2 separate regions of the Mus musculus genome follow, and region 2 is linked to region 1. Evidence: chromatin contacts called from public Hi-C data. All regions are on one chromosome and are shown on one strand. The core of a region is the stretch at or near the end of the contact, and the rest is flanking DNA. Distances in the headings are between cores, read along the strand shown.

Region 1 (7,854 bases), core at 2,244-4,743:
AATTCATAACAGTAGCAAAAGTACAGTTATGGAGAAGGAACGAAACAATCTTTTAATCGTGGGTCACCACAACATGAGGAATTGTATCAAGGGTCACAGAATGGGGAATGTTGAGAACCACAGAAGGAGTCGAAGCTACCCTTGGTCAGAAGTGACTCAAAGTCACAGTCAGAGGATCATGCATGCAGGGAGAGTGAAGAACTAGGGTGGGGTCAGAATTAATCAGCTATGAGTAGAATAAACAAAACAGTTGGCCTGACACTGTTCCTAGTTTCTTTAAAAAATTGTTTATTATTTTGTGTGCGTAAGTGTTTTGCCTACAGTAAATGTGTACTGTACGTGTGCCTGGTTGCCCTGGGGGACAGAAGAGGGTGTTGCATCTCTTAAAACTGGCTTTATAGATGGTTGTGAGCCACCATGTGGGTGCTAGGAATTGAACTCAGGACCTGTGGCATAGCAGCCCGTGCTCTTAACCGCTGAGCCATCTCTCCAGCCTCAGTTTCAAGTCTCTCTCTCTCTTTTTTTAAGATTTTATTTATTTATTATATATAGGTACACTGTCGCTGTCTTCAGACACTCCAGAAGAGGGAGTCAGATTTTGTTACGGATGGTTGTGAGCCACCATGTGGTTGCTGGGATTTGAACTCCGGACCTTCGGAAGAGCAGTCGGGTGCTCTTACCCACTGAGCCATCTCACCAGCCCCCAGTTTCAAGTCTCTTAACTGAGGCTAATTACTGGTGTGGGGAGAAGGAACACCTGGTTCAGGCTTTTGCTAGCCATACCTTGTGGTGGTCTGAGTGAGAACATCCCTTATCTCCTTGCAGATTTTAGTGTTTGTTCACTGGGGAGTGGCCATATTTGAAAGTATTAGGAGGTGTGGTCTGGTTGGAGGAAGTGCGTCACTGGGGGCAGGCTTAGAGGGTTCAAAAACCCATGCCGACTCCAGAGTGTCTCTCTCTCTCTCTCTCTCTCTCTCTCTCTCTCTCTCTCTCTCTGCCTACAGATCAGGGTCTAGCTCTCTCAGCTTCTGCTCCAGCACCTGCCTGCATGCCGCCATGCTCCCCACCATGATGGTAATGGACTGAAGCTCTGAAATTGTAAGCCAGCCCCAATTAAATTCTTTCTTTTTATACGAGTTGCTGTAGTCATGATGTCTCAACTCAGCGATAGAACACTGACTAAGACATATTTCCTTGACCATAAAACTAATGTCCTCATGTCCTTGGTCAGTTTCTCCCTTCCTCACATCATCATGGGACTCCACTGGAGCACTGTCCATTGATGGCATCAGAAGTTATAAGTCTCAGTGTATATGGGAACTCTCACTGGTGACATCTAATTAGGCGTCAGGAAGTCTGCCCCCACTTTCCCCAAATGGACAGACACCAATGATCTCTACCGAGAATGTGTAAATCCACCGAAGCTATAGTTTTCTTACACCTCCCCACGAGTAAGTCTGGCACAGCCCAAGACTCAGCAAAAGCTGTTCATAGGAGTGGAGTCCTCATGAAGATGGGAAACATGGATTTTAGACATGGGGGTATCCCTCCCACCCTCGGGAAGAAGAAATACTTGGCTCTGGTTCCTATAGCCAAGGAGACTGCATACCAAAAACTGATGTCTGAATTTGTTTCTACCTGTGAGACCAACTCTTCAAAAGAAACCCAGTTCTCTTTATTCAGATGTGTGTATGTGTGTTTGTGTGTGTGTGTGATGGCATAATGTTACAGAGTGTTCTCTGTTGTTTGTGGGTTTTTGTTGTTGTTGCTTTTGAGAGGGGGTTTCATGTCTTCCAAACTTGCCTTGAACTTCCTAGATAGCTAAGGGTGACCATGAACTTCTAATTCTCCTGCCTCTGCCTCAGAAGTGGAGTTTCTGGGATGGCAGATGTGAAGTATAACACCTGCTTTATGCAGCCCTGGGGATCAAACCTGGACTTCCAGTACACTAAGCAAGCATTCCATTAATTGAACCACATCTCTAACCCGTGGCCTTCGCTCTCTGTGGTTGCTTTTACTCCATGTCCTCCTGGAGATGAGAAATAACCTCTGTAGACATCAGTAAGGGCATCACTATGACTCCTTGAGCTAATGCGTTCCTGCCACTCCAGAGTTCCCTATGGTGCAGAAGACAATGGGACTGCTCATGAGAAGGTTCAGCCAGGAAAGGGTTCCTGCCGTCGTGCTCAGATATCTGACTTTGATCTCTGGGTCCCACATTTTAGAAGGAAAGAATGGATCCCCACAAGTTGTCCACAGGCACACAGTGTCAGGTGGGTAGGTGCATATTCACACAGTAAATAATGCAATATTAAAAGCAATCGTGGTACATTTCACATAAATGACTTGCAAAGCGCCGTTTGCCCACCCTAGGGTCTGATCCAGATTGTATGACCTTCAGGGGAAAGACTCAACGCGGACGACGACTTTGTGTTGGAGAAAGCACTCACTGTCTGCCTGTACATGTGGAGCCCTTGGTTAGCAGTTAATGCTTCGGACCAGATCTGTGGATACTTATTATACCAGCAAACATGTGGGATCCAAAATTAAAGTTGTTGCGGTATAAGAGAGATGTCAGGGAAAAAATTGCTTTGGATTTCATTTTCTCTAAGAAAAAAGACAACACACACGCACATGCGCTTGCTCATGGAGGCCAGAAGTGCCTGTCAGGTCCCTGGAGCTGAACTTATAGGAAGTTGTGAGCAACCATGTGGGTGCCAGGAAATGAACTTAAGACCCCTGGAAGAGCAGCAATGGCTCTTAACCACTAGGCTATCTCTCCAGCCTCTTCCCTCTCCTGCTCCACTTTTCTTTTCTAAAAGATATGCCATGCCCGTGTACACCCCCAAAGCTCAAAATCACCATAAATGTCATTACATGCAGAATGTACAAAAATGTCATTTCTAAACCTACAGCATGGATTTGGGACCTTCCTCTTGGTATTGCCAGAACTCATGTGCTGCATGAAGTTCCCCGAGGCCTTTGTTTACACCCAGTCCCAGGCGCAAGCGCACACAGTCCTTAAGTCCAGTGGAGACAGGTTGGACTCAGCTAGTTCATCCCTTCCCTGTCCCGTGTATAGAAGGTGGCCTTGGATGGAGGCTCCTTCCCGTGGACTTGCTTGGGCTCTCAGTTGTCAGAGCAAAATGGCTGATGGCTGCTTTAGTTAGGGATCTGGGAATGACCGCGCAGGGCAATCTGGTGCAGATCTGGCCAGCAGCAGCAGCTACGCGGTGGTGGAAAAGACAGTGCTATCCTGTTTTCATTAAGTATATTTATAAACACACTGAACATGAAACATTTTCCCTTTCTTCACAGTGATGGATGATTATATATCTATGAAATGTTTTCATTTATTTGGCGCCAGGGTAATCAAAATCAGTTGAAACTGTCCCAGGGAAGGGAGCGAAAACAAGGCAGCCTGGGACAGCCCCGGCCGCTTCCCTCTTGCTCTCTGGGTAGGAGCTGCCTGGCAGAGAGGGTCCTTCACAGAGGAACCAGCTCTTGGGAGGGGTAATTGCTCCCAGCCCTGTTCATGGCTGCAGTCCACCAAAGCTGCAGCTAGGAAGAGCTTTCAAAGAGCTCGCCTGCCTTCTGGAAGCAGCGTGGGAGCAGCGGGGCCAGCCTGTGCGTGACTCTGTTTAGGCTGAGAGGGGACTTCGTCCCAGAAAACCTTTGTGAATGAAACGAAGCGGGCTTTCATGTCTGCCCTGGCCCGTGTTCTGGGTCAGGCGCCCTGATCTCCAACATCCTGTTTAAACTGGCGTTTTCCACTACATACAGACAAAACTATTTCTATTCTGAGCGTTTCGTGATTGCATAGAGACTAGCAATGGGGATTAGGTAGGGATGCAGGGTGGCCCTGCTGGGGAGAGACATACAGAAAGCAGACGCTCGCTCCTCTGCTTTTGATGTTTCTTTCTTCCCCCTCTTCTTTTCTTTTTCTCTTTTGGACAGCTACAGGACTTAGATCGGTGCTTTACAAGTTCAGCCTTCAGTCGAGGAGGCCACTGTTTTAGTGAGTTTATCCAGCCTAAACCACAGGATAATGTTGTTCGCTTCTGGTCCTTGCCTTTGCCTTTTGGTTCCAACATGGACCTGTTGACGGGCCAGAATTAAAACCTCAGTGCAAGAAAGAAAAACAGAATGTCCCTGGCCATCACTCATCACCTTTAAGGGAATTAAGTTGACTGTCAGGGCAGGAAAAAAACCTTCACCTTGTGGATATGTCCAAGAAACTGTTTAAGAGAATGGAGGGATTTCTCTGTGGTTTGTTACGGTAGAAATAGGCTACTAGCATGGTGAGGGATACATTCGACACTCATCTGGCTTATTTTCCTGAGAGCTTAAGTTAACTGAGTAAATAGTCCTTTTCATTTTCCAGACTTCTTAAGGAGTAGAAAGGGTCTAGAGCCAGACTGCTTGCTGTTAAAAGGCGACAAAATTGTGAGCATGTGCTTCCACCATTTTGACCTTGTGGAACGGAGCAGGCAGTAAGGGAGCATGGAAAAACCAAGTGAAGTAAATCCTTTTTATCAATAAATTAATAAACGATTTCATTTTTGGAGGGTGACCTTTGAGGCCATCTGTTTTCTTAGTTCTAAGAAAATTTTAACTGTCTCCCAGCACCCTAGATAAATTCGCGTTTCCTGGTTCCAGGCTGAGCGGTCCCTCCCTGTGGTCTCTTAAGCTCGGACAGTAGAGTTGATGAGCTCAATCTGATTTGCCCTGCACGCTGCTGGAGCACACATCACACACTTGTAAGGATGCGATTGGAATAAAAATAGTCACCTTAAGATGTGTCTGACACAAACAAGAGCGTCTTCTCGGGAGGTACCATGGGGCGTCTCTGGCCCTTGATTAGCCAATGAGGTTTCCCATTTCTTAAGTTGCCACTTTTGCCTATAAAGTCGGAAGTTGTCCAGTTTCTAAAAGTAACTAAGGTTGAAAGTGATATAAGGGCTTAAGCTATTTAAAATTGCTTCTGGGGTGCCAGCACAGCTTTAGAAAGACAAACTATATCCGTTTTTTCTCGATGCTAGGATGAAACACCTTAACCTAAAGCAGCTTGGGGAGGAAAGGGTTAATTGGCTTAGACTTCTACACCACTGTCAACTATCAAAGCAAAGCAGGCCGGGAATTCAAGGCAGGAACCTAGAAGCAGGCACCGCGGAAACAGAAGCCGTGGAGGAAAGGGGCTTATTGGCTTGGTCTGCCCACTTTCTTATACAATCCAGGACCACGTGCCCAGGGGTGGAACCACCCTTTCTGGGATTGGTCCCCTGGGATGGGCCTTCCCGCACCACTTAATAATCAAGGAAGTAGTCCAGGAACTTGCCTACAAGCCCAGCCAATCTGATGGAGGCATTTTTTTTCCAGCTGAAGTTCCCTCTTCCCAGATGGCCTTCGCTTGTGTCAAGTTGGCAAAGGCTAATCAGCACACAAATGGCTGGAAAAAAAAATCCATGTCCTATATCAGTTTTTCATAATTAAAAACTAGCTAATGTGATTTAAATATATATTAGTAGTAATTATAAAGGAATATGAGAGAAATATGCTTTGACCCAAAAAGATAGATTGAGTAATTTTCAAGATGGTGACCTTGACTTTGAACGTTTAGCTTTTCAATTAGTTGGTGTGAAACCTGGTACTTTACTAAGAGGGGAACTAATTAATTCAGTAACAGGCAGAGACCCAAGTTCCTCCCAGGGAGATAAGATGACATCACCACAGAGTCTGAGGAGGCAGTATGCAGCTATAACTTCAGATCAGCCAATCATACTGACTGAGATAGAGTGAGTACAGCCAATTGTGATCACTCATCTTCCTTCAAAAACCCTATTATGTCAGCCTCCAGAAAAAAGCCCGATGAGCCGAGAGGGGCATCCAGCCAAGTCTTACACAAATCCCTATGATACATTTAACTCTGGATAAATAGATCATTTCACTGACTTCTGTGGCAGAGAGATCCACTGAATGGTATGATGTTGGTGTCTTCCTAAGGAATGTATTTCCACCATTACAGCCAAACTGACTTGTTTAAAAGGAACTTAGTTTTTTTCTTTCTTTCTGTTTTTATAGGCATTTCAGCTAGTTTCATTCAATTTTTATCTAAAGTGGGAGCACGTTCTCAGATATTGTATATGAACGTCGAGGAAGACCCTTACTCAGAGTTTAGCTTCATCTACGTTATTAACTATCATTTCTGGCCAGCATGCTACACATTTCTTAATAGTGAGATGCTCTTATTCCTTCTTGGTCAGTGTGCAGCAGGCTCCATGGCCCTTGTTTCTGCTCATCACTTCTTCAGTGTTTGGCTTCACTCCCACACACTTCCTGCTCTCCCAAGCATCTCAGTACCTCTCATTCCTACTACAGAACATTCCAGGTCTTTATGTAGGCCCAAGACCTCACACACTTCTCCACCCAGCTATACTTAGCTGAGCCTTTACAATTTGTGAACGTCCTAGACATTTTTACCGCTACAGTGAAGGGCAACATACTGGGTAGTTTATAAACAACAGGTGCCCGTTTGACTCAGAGTTCTGGAGGCTGGGAAGTCCAAGAGAATGGTACATGCAGGTGAAGGGCTTGGGGCTAATGAAGGATGGAAATAATGGGAGGCAGAAGGGCAAGAGAAATAGATGTAGAAAAGGCCAAATATGCTTTTATGCCAGTGCACTATCGAAATAAGTATACCCTAGTCAACAACATTGGCCATTTCCCGAAGACAAAGCCCATGAGGTAATGAGGCCAACCCACATATGTAGGCCATGCCCACACACGGAGGCCACGCCCACACGGAGGCCACGCCCACGCATGGAGGTCACACTCACACATGGAGGTCAGGCCCGCTCATGAAGGCCACTGAAGTCCTCTTACTAAGTCCTCCTCCCCAGCACTGTTGGAGATTAACTTCCCAACACCTGATCTTGAGGGATTCAGTCAAACCACGTCATCCTATATAAAGTAAAAAAATGGGTCCCTTGTTCAAAACTCACGAAGAATGTCAAAATGGCGGCTGAACGGCCTTAAACCAAGGGTGAGCACGGGAGCTTGGGCAGGCTCTCAGGGTACATGCTGGAGAAGCTGGAGCGGACTATACCAGCAACCATACTCTCACATGCATCCCTCGCAGGCATGCAACATAAGACGTTCTTAGAGCACGTGGACTTTGGCTCCTTTTACTAAATCCCCTTTTAACCCAACACCAAGTTCTGAACATCCGTGTTCAGAACTCAGATCTGAGTGCTTTCTTTCCTCCCTTGATCCGAGTAAGGACACACACACCCATTTCCTGCAGTCTGAGTGACTTGTTCATTCAAAGGCCGTGCTAATTAGTTTTCTGCTTTTAAGTACACTATATAGAAAACTAAAAGTAATGAGGAAGAAAAAACTCATTACCCACAACATGGCAACAGTTAACGGCAAATGCTGTTTTACTTTGCTTTCTGCTGATGAGATAAAATGTTCTGGTCAAACGCAACTAGTGAAGGAAAGGAATTTTTGGCTTCTATCTGCAAATCACAGCCCATTGCTGATGGAAGTAAAGGCAGGAGCCAAGGCAGGAACCACAGAGGAAGGCTGCATACCAGCTTACTTCCTGTCTTGTGACAAGTTTCTTGTACAGCACAGATCCATCCACCTGGCTAACATGGTACCGCCCACAGTGGGCACAGGGGACTGGGCTCTTCCACATCAACCATCAGTCAAGACCCTCTCTTACAGACATGGACACAGGCTAGTTTGATCCCTATCGAAATGCCCTTTTCCCAGGAGACTCTAGGTTGATTAAAAACTAACCAGCACACCTACTATTCAGATTTTTCTATGCACCCTTCTAAACTGTATTTT
Region 2 (7,854 bases), core at 3,515-6,014, 260 kb after region 1:
TAAGCTTTTCATTGATGAATAAAAATCTCACTGTCTACTTAACTATGAAAGACGCATTATAAAAGTATAGGGCTTGTTGCCATAGAAATAAAGAGGGTGGGGACTCAGGAATGTTCACTGTCAGTTTCCCTGTAACTCTAGCGTGGCAGTGGAGCCCACGCAATCTGCCAGGGCTCAACTGTATGGATTCAGAGGCAGGAACTTGTATGGCTATAAATATCTTATACTTCTTGCTCTCTTTCTCTCTCTCTCTCTCTCTCTCTGTGTGTGTGTGTGTGTGTGTTTTAAATTCTTAATTAGCAGAACATATGTGCCCAAGCCTGATTGTGCAAATCCATAATCATAAGCTGCCGCAGGAGGATAGCAAGGTCAAGGCTTGCCGGAGCTACAGGTAAGTTCTAGGCCAGGCTGGGCAACTTACTGAGACCCTACTCGGGAGGCAGAGGCAGGTGGATTTCTGAGTTCGAGGTCAGCCTGGTCTACAAAGTGAGTTCCAGGACAGCCAGGGCTATACATAGAAACCCTGTCTCAAAAAAACTAACTAGATAGATAGATAGATAGATAGATAGATAGATAGATAGATAGATAGAGAGATAGAGAGAGAGATAGATAGATAGATAGACAGATAAACAAACAAACAAACAAACAAACAAACAAAGAAAGAAACAAACGAAAAGCACGCAGGCTACACCTCAGCAGCCCGGTCTTTGCCTGCTGTATTCCATGCCCCGGTTCTTCATATGGAAGACAAGTTTCGCCAGTCAGCATAAATGTGTCTAAATGATTTCTAGGGACAGATGCTCCTGTATGGCCTGAGCTTCAGGAGCCTGGGCTTTATCTTTTGAAGGAGCGGAAAGTCCCATGACACTTCCACTGAATTCCAGTCTCAGTGGTTACAATTAAAACGGAGCACAGCTACTTCCCTGTCCTGTTCACTCGGTGTGACTCCTCCCAGTCTGTTCACTCGGTGTGACTCCTCCCAGGCTACGGCAGTCAGCTGGTGTGAACATCAGTGATGGTGCTAGGCCTCCCAGGGCCTAGACTCTTCCCTGACCTGAAGAACCCTGGAAACAAAAGATGGCATGCAGAAAGAGTGGTGATCCTTTCTAACGCTTGCTCTCTCCGCTGCACAGTCTTCTCTACTTAGTGACACCTTTTAACTCTTGATCACCCTACCACACATTCTTTTCTTTCTTACCTTTTAATGGGTAATCGCTCTACAGCATGGCCTTCTCTATTTTACAGATAAGGCTTCAAGCTTGCTCGCACTTCTAAAAATGGACTTAACACAATTAAAGAGCAATAGAGCAATGCTACTCCAGCCCTTAACATTTTTTGTTGTTGTTTTGTTTTGTTTTGTTTTGATTTTTGTTTTGTTTTGATTTTTGTTTTGTTTTTCCCGAGACAGGGTTTCTCTGTGTAGCCCTGGTTGTCCTGGAACTCATTTTGTAGACCAGGCTGGCCTTGAACTCAGAAATCTGCCTGCCTCTGCCTCCCAAGAGCTGGGATTAAAGGTGTGCACTACCACCGCCCGGCAACATTTTTATTTTTATTTTATGCTTTGGTCTATAGAACTGTAAACTCTGGAAACCACTGGTTTACATCTTTTGACCGATCACTGCAATGTCTGGAAAAATCAAATATGATGTGTTAGATATAGAAAATCTCACTGTGGAATTATTTGGAAAAAGCAAAATTTTATAGCCAAATAGCCACAGGTTATAACCGCAAGTTAAGCATTGTGATGGCACAGAGGAGACCCTTTTAAAAAAATCTGATTCACCTAGGTGGCACGATGGGAAAGTTCCCAAAATACTGTGTGTGGAAGGAAATCTTTGTAAATTATGACTACAACATCCTGGGAAATTAAATATATAAGCTTAATTTTAAAATTTGCTTGCATTTATTTTCTGTGACACCTTCTGCCAAATGAAGACTCCATTCTGCAACTGTGTTCTTTCCAATCACTCTGCCCATCTCCATAAACATCCCCGAGTTCAGGAGGATTCTGCCACCTTTGCCTTCCTCCGTCTCTCATCTTCTCCCCCTTTTGTCCTTTATGTCTATGTCCCGGGAGCCCTGTGAGTGTCCGTTCTATTTTCTGCAGTGAGCAGTGTTAATGAAGCTTTTGATCCAGCTTGATGTCTGGCTGGGGTTTTTTTTGGTCCTTCCCATTCCCAGGCATCGATTGATGTCATTGTCCCATCTTTATGGCAACTTTCCTGCTGTCTTGAGAGTGTGTATATTTTTGTATCCTAATTGCTAAATTGTTTTCTTCTGTGCATCTTTGCCAAGCACTGTCCTGAAGGTTCCTCTGAATGACAGGCCCCAGAATAGCATCTTAGCCTCTTGACCGCCAGTGAGTTGGGGAGCTTGGTTCATCTTGTTTATTCCTGACTGAGCCCCTCCCTGGTGTTCACAGAGGTAGCCCGGCTTCTCTGAGCCATAGAATGGAGGGTAGGTTGATTTCTGGCTCTCTACCCAGTGCCTCTTTTCAGAAGCAAGATCTAGGGCCACCTTTGGGAGGTTCTTGTAATGGTGAGGCAGGCATGAAAAAAGACCACCCAGGCTGGAAGGTTAACCAGATCTCAGTGTGCACCCTTGAACTTTTCCTGCCCTGCCCTCATGGGTGGAGTTATAGTACCTCATTATAGTCCTATAAAGTCATGTCCCTTTGAGGCTCCATCTCCTTGGTCAAGGAGAAAAAGGCACTCTTAACCAGCACTGGGAAACCAGCTTTCCATGAGAGGAGATGGGGACACATGAATGCGCGTAGGTAAGGATTTTCTGAATGAGCTGTAGGCGCTGCTATAATAACCAAAAGAACATTCTAGGACATTCTAGGGCTTTCATTAAAGTCCTGACCCCCAGAACCTTAATATATAACTTTTGAGAAAAAATGTTATCCATAAAACTAGATAAGGTACCCTGCTATACAGTTGTCTTAACTGAGAATGATGTATGTCCTTATAAAAGGAGGAAGGGGACAGACAGACACATGGGGAGACTAAGGTAGAGGCAGGGATATTGTATGTATAAGCCAAAGAAGCCCAAAGATGACCAATAAAACAAGCAGAGCTTGGGAGAAAGTTGTAGAACAGACTCCCTCCCTGCCATGGCCCTCAGCAGGAACATATTTATGGATAGCATCTTGGGCTCCCGAAACCATGTATTTCTATCCTAGGCCGTGGGGGCCAGGGTGGTTGCTCTACCTTTGTGGGTAGTCCCATCATTCCCTGTGTGTTCCTCCAAACTTACAAGGTTTGTGGTGGGGTGATCTGGCCTGACCACACTCACACTGGTTCACTGACTCCCTTCTTGGAGCTTCCCCCACCTGCATCCCAACACTTCACACACAGTGAATTCTGTGTTATTATTGTTACAGCAGCCCCTACAGCTCTTTCAGAAAATCCTTGCCTGAGAGCACTCATGTGGCCACAGACTCACCACTCATGGAGAGCTGGCAAGAGTGTCTTGTCCTCCTTGACCAAGGTGATGCAGCCCCACAGGGATATGACTTTATAAATTTCCGAAGGGGGGAGTTCTGTACACTCTTAGGGAAGTTTTGCAAGAATCAAAACTTGAGACTTGCTGGGTCCCTTGGAAGAATGAACATTGCCTCTGGAAGTTGCACTGTCTTCATGTGAGAAGCTAACCTGAGGTCTCCCTCTGTAGCCAGCATCATCAGAACAAATCTTCTCTGAGAGATGACTCTATGGCACCATGAACAACCTCTGCTAGAAATCAGTCTGTCTGTCCATCTCTCCAAGTTCTCCGCCATAATGGAAAATCTTCTGAGAAAGGCATTAGCCTGCTATGCATTTTTGAAGTGGTTATTTCCATTGTTTTTATTTACACGTGTGCATGCACATGTGTGCACCCGTGTCTGTGTGAACAAATCCCATGTGCACACATATGTTTGCAGTACTCAGGAACACCAGAAGATGCTGTTTGATCGCTGGAACTGGAGTTACAGGTGGCTGTGCACCACCTAAAATAGGTGCTGAGAACCAAACCTGGGTCCTCAGTAAGAGCAGCAAGGGCTCTTAGCTACAGAGCCAGCTCTCTAGCTCAGAGTACTTCTAGAAACACATTATAGATGACACTGTTTACGTCATCTATAACATTTTGACATAAAAGTAGACCATTTTTGATCTTATGAGCAGTTCTGAAATGACTTTCACTCTTGTCAGTTATAATTATTTATTTCCTCAGACCAAGTCCTTAAAAGTGAGATTATTTTAGGTCGAATTATATATTTCAAATCTTAAAAAATTCAGATATCCCATTTTCTCTAGCCTTTGAGAACAGTAAAAAAAAAAATGTGTGGATAAGATCAGTGCCTCAACCTACACATAAGCTATTACATTATTTCCTAATTTTTTTCAGGAGCAAAAGGTCCTTCATTGAAGGTCAACCACCTTTCTCATGAGAAAAATGTTCATTTGTTCTAAAGAGGGTTGTGGTGAGGATGGGGCTTCTCAAATTAGGTCTGCCTTCCTTTCTCTCTCTCTCTCTCTCTCTCTCTCTCTCTCTCTCTCTCTCTCTCTCTCTCTCTCTCTCTCTTTCTTCCCCTAAACAGAAAGAAAAAAATTTTTGATGATGTCAAGGGGTGCTAAGCTGAAAGAGTTCAAAGTGCCAAGGGTATTTAGCGGTCTCCCTGCCCCTGCATTCCCAAGCCATGCAATACAAGGAATAGTCTGAGAGCTGGCCGTGCACTTAATCCCACAGGAGCGGCCTTGGCAAGCTCCTCGGGATCGTTCTTGTAATCCTCAGAAGCTCACGGATTCCAGGAAGCCTCCATGCCTTTTGCAACCCAGGCTTGCCTCCCATGAATCTTCCTGACTCAGAGTTTGCAGCATTTGCTAATTTTCATAGAGCGTCACACAAATCCTCTACCACTGTCTACCCCTCAATCATAAAAGTGCCACTCGGATTTACAGCCCCCCCAAAGTCAACAGAGCCTCCCCTTGCAGGCACAGGGGAGAAGGATCTGGAACCACTTGATGGAGTGCACCTCATAACAGCAGGATAACAGCGTGCCACGTTGGTTGCCACAGCTCATCTGGGTTGAGGCTGCCTGGTCAGTGCTTGGATATCTTTGAAACAGAATCACATTCTTCAGGAGGTGGCGACTGTAACACAATAAACAGCAGCTGTTCCCAGGGCTTGGAAATAATACCTCAACATTCGCATAGTGTTTGGTGCCAAGAGTTAGGTCCCGTTATGGTTAAGGCCAACATAGAACTTCTAGGCAAATAAATACATGAGTAACAATGTCCTGTTAGGACTGGAGGGATGACTCGGAGCTTTAGAGCAACTGTTGTTCTTTCAAAGGATGTGAGTCGCCTCCCAATACTTGCATTGGTCGGTTTATAACTGCCCATAACTCCACTGGCATCTGACGCCCTCTTCTGGCCACAAGGGCACCTGCACACACATGCAGCACACACAGACACATAAATTAAAAGTAAATATAAAGGACTGGAGACATGACTCAATGGTTTAAAGCATTAGCAGTTCTTCCAGAGAACTCCAGTTCAATTCCCAGCACCCACCATCTAGAACTTCGTTTTCATTTCAGGGGAGCTGAGCCCCCTCTTCTGGTCTCCCCAGACAATGTACACACATGGTGCATACACACACATTCACACAAAATATTGAAATTAAATGTACATTGCTCCCATCAATTTCTTTACAGTCTTAATTTGTACATATTACCCAGGAATCTCACACACATGGAATTTTCCATTCTTTCCAATCTTTCTAACGAGCACTCCATCTCAGCATAGTCCTAAAAGCTTTCTAAAGACCCTTTTAAAGTAAAAGGCCAGAGCCTGTCTTGTTTATAAGACACCAGGATTCCAAGCTTCCAGAAAGCCCATATAAGTAACCCCAGAAATAGGTAGTGCATTTAATAGAAATCTGAGCTCATCAATTTTACATGATCCTCACACACTGAGTGTGGAATGCTGATGAGGATTTGATGTTGACAGGAGATTCATTTGCAAACACAAGTGGCTGGAGAGATGATTAAATCGGTGAATAGTTTGTCAATATCTATTTCATGTTAGCTCTCACTATCAAGACCAGTAGCTGTGGCTTTGATGACAATAATAAATAATAATTAGGATATGGCGCTGTTCTGGTTGCAAGCATACAACACTTTTTGTTATGGACCTAAAAAGATGTATATTAAGTTATATGTGTACTCCCAACCCTGACAGGCCAGCCTTAACGAACGTTTGAGGGAGTCATGAAATCCATATTGTCTTATGGTCCTTGGTGTGCAGAGATGGCTTCTGTCTTCTAGGATAAAGAGTACAGAAAGCTCGTGTTGTGCACACCTAGGTGACAGGGACAAGATGGGGTAGCTTTAGATCAAATACAACTGCTGGATGTCTGGCTTATTCCTCAATGAGGACTGGCACCAAGCCTGGGAGACAGTGCAGGAAGTCAAGTGTCCGCCTTGACAGCGTGAGGACCCAAGTTCAAGGACCCACGCTTAAAAAGGTGTGTGTGGTGGTGCATGCTTGTAATGCCAGCTCTGGGGAGGCGGTGACAGTTGGGTCCCTGGGGTTTGATGACCAGTTAGGGTGAGATTCTATCTCACAAAACGAGGTGGATGTACCTGAGAAGTGACCACAACCTTCTTGTTGACAAGCGAGGAGGTGAATTGAAGTGAAAGCATCCGAGGGGGCATCCCTGACATCACAGGGCACCGCAGAACATGCTACGTTCTCAGAGAGTCGATTCTCAAGTTCATGGTGCTTGTGCCGCTCACTAATCTCAGGGACCTTCAGTAGGATGGAGGATATTTGAAAGCAGAAATTGGATCTTTTGGGGTTGTGGCCAAGCCCCAACTTCTCCAGTTCTGAGGCATTACAATGCTTGGTGCTTTCCTTAGGATGTCACAGATGCTATTCTGCGGTCTTAGCTACATAAAGAGATAGGGCTTAATTATTTAACATGTCACTCTCAACCATTAAAATAGTGACTAGGCTCTTGCCAGAACAGATTCTATAAAATATCAAAATAAAGTCAATCTTTAAAAAAAGGGGGGGGGAACTATTCAAAAAGTTTGAAAAACTTGTGAGGAACATCAATAGTTCTACCTGCAAGTTTACTCCATGTAAACATTTTTAAGAAGATTCGTGCAGTGTCTAGTGTAGCCCAAGCCGACCTCAGGCTTACTGTATATACCCAAGGCTGATCTCGAGCTCTTGGGCCCCCAGCCTTTACCTATGGGTAGGCTGTTGGGATTGCAGTATGTGCCACCGCTCTGCTGCTGAGGTTTGAACCAACGTCCTGTACATGCTAGCCACGCACTGTAGAGGTAGCTACTGGGCTACCCACCTACCCACCCTCTCTCTTGTTTTGTTATGACACGTACCTCACACACCAAGGGCGTGGAGAGCCAATGGCTTTCCCCATACAATCATACTAAAAGCAAGTGTGTTTTGTAAACGTTTTATGGAAATTTGGGAAAGTGAAAACAGGCTCTTAACAGTTCCCCGCTGTCCAACAAGCAATGTCAATACTGCCATGAACGCCAGTGGCTCAATCAGTGTGAGTCAACTCTACCTCCCTCTCGGTGACTCGTACTTTTGTTATTTTTAGCAGGAGACATGCAACGCTGTATGGTTGGCTCACGTATTGAAGACGCGATTCTCAACTGCTGGTGCTATTTTAGGAGGTTCTGGAAACTTTAGATGTTGGGGAGGGGTAGCTGGAGGAAGTATGTCACAGAAAACATGTCTCTGTCTGCCTGCCTGTCTGTCTGTCTGTCTATGTCTATGTCTGTCTGTCTGTGTCTCTGTCTCTGTCTATCTCTGTCTCTATCTCTGTGTGTGT

What was found. A called contact is a pair of places that touch in the nucleus more often than the background predicts.
Region 2: a contact with region 1 is called in a Hi-C map of uterus, with 2.3 times the contacts expected there. The contact joins two enhancer-like sites. A contact is called at or near these places in 1 of 15 datasets of contacts at CTCF or cohesin (the NIH/3T3 cell line) and 7 of 484 Hi-C or Micro-C datasets (CD8 T cells, adipose-derived mesenchymal stem cells, cortical neurons and 4 more).

The regions. Positions count from the first base shown.
Region 1 is chr16:92,842,223-92,850,076 of GRCm38.p6, forward strand. No RefSeq gene overlaps it. Among named protein-coding and RNA genes, the nearest start is that of Runx1, 20 kb to the left of the region's middle. Within about 2 kb of position 3,494, at least 46 of the 459 cell types and tissues checked have an H3K27ac peak or open chromatin away from gene starts, as enhancers often do. A contact at or near this core is called in uterus, where this site is marked.
Region 2 is chr16:93,102,232-93,110,085 of GRCm38.p6, forward strand. No RefSeq gene overlaps it. Among named protein-coding and RNA genes, the nearest start is that of Gm30474, 26 kb to the right of the region's middle. Within about 2 kb of position 4,765, at least 38 of the 459 cell types and tissues checked have an H3K27ac peak or open chromatin away from gene starts, as enhancers often do. A contact at or near this core is called in uterus, where this site is marked.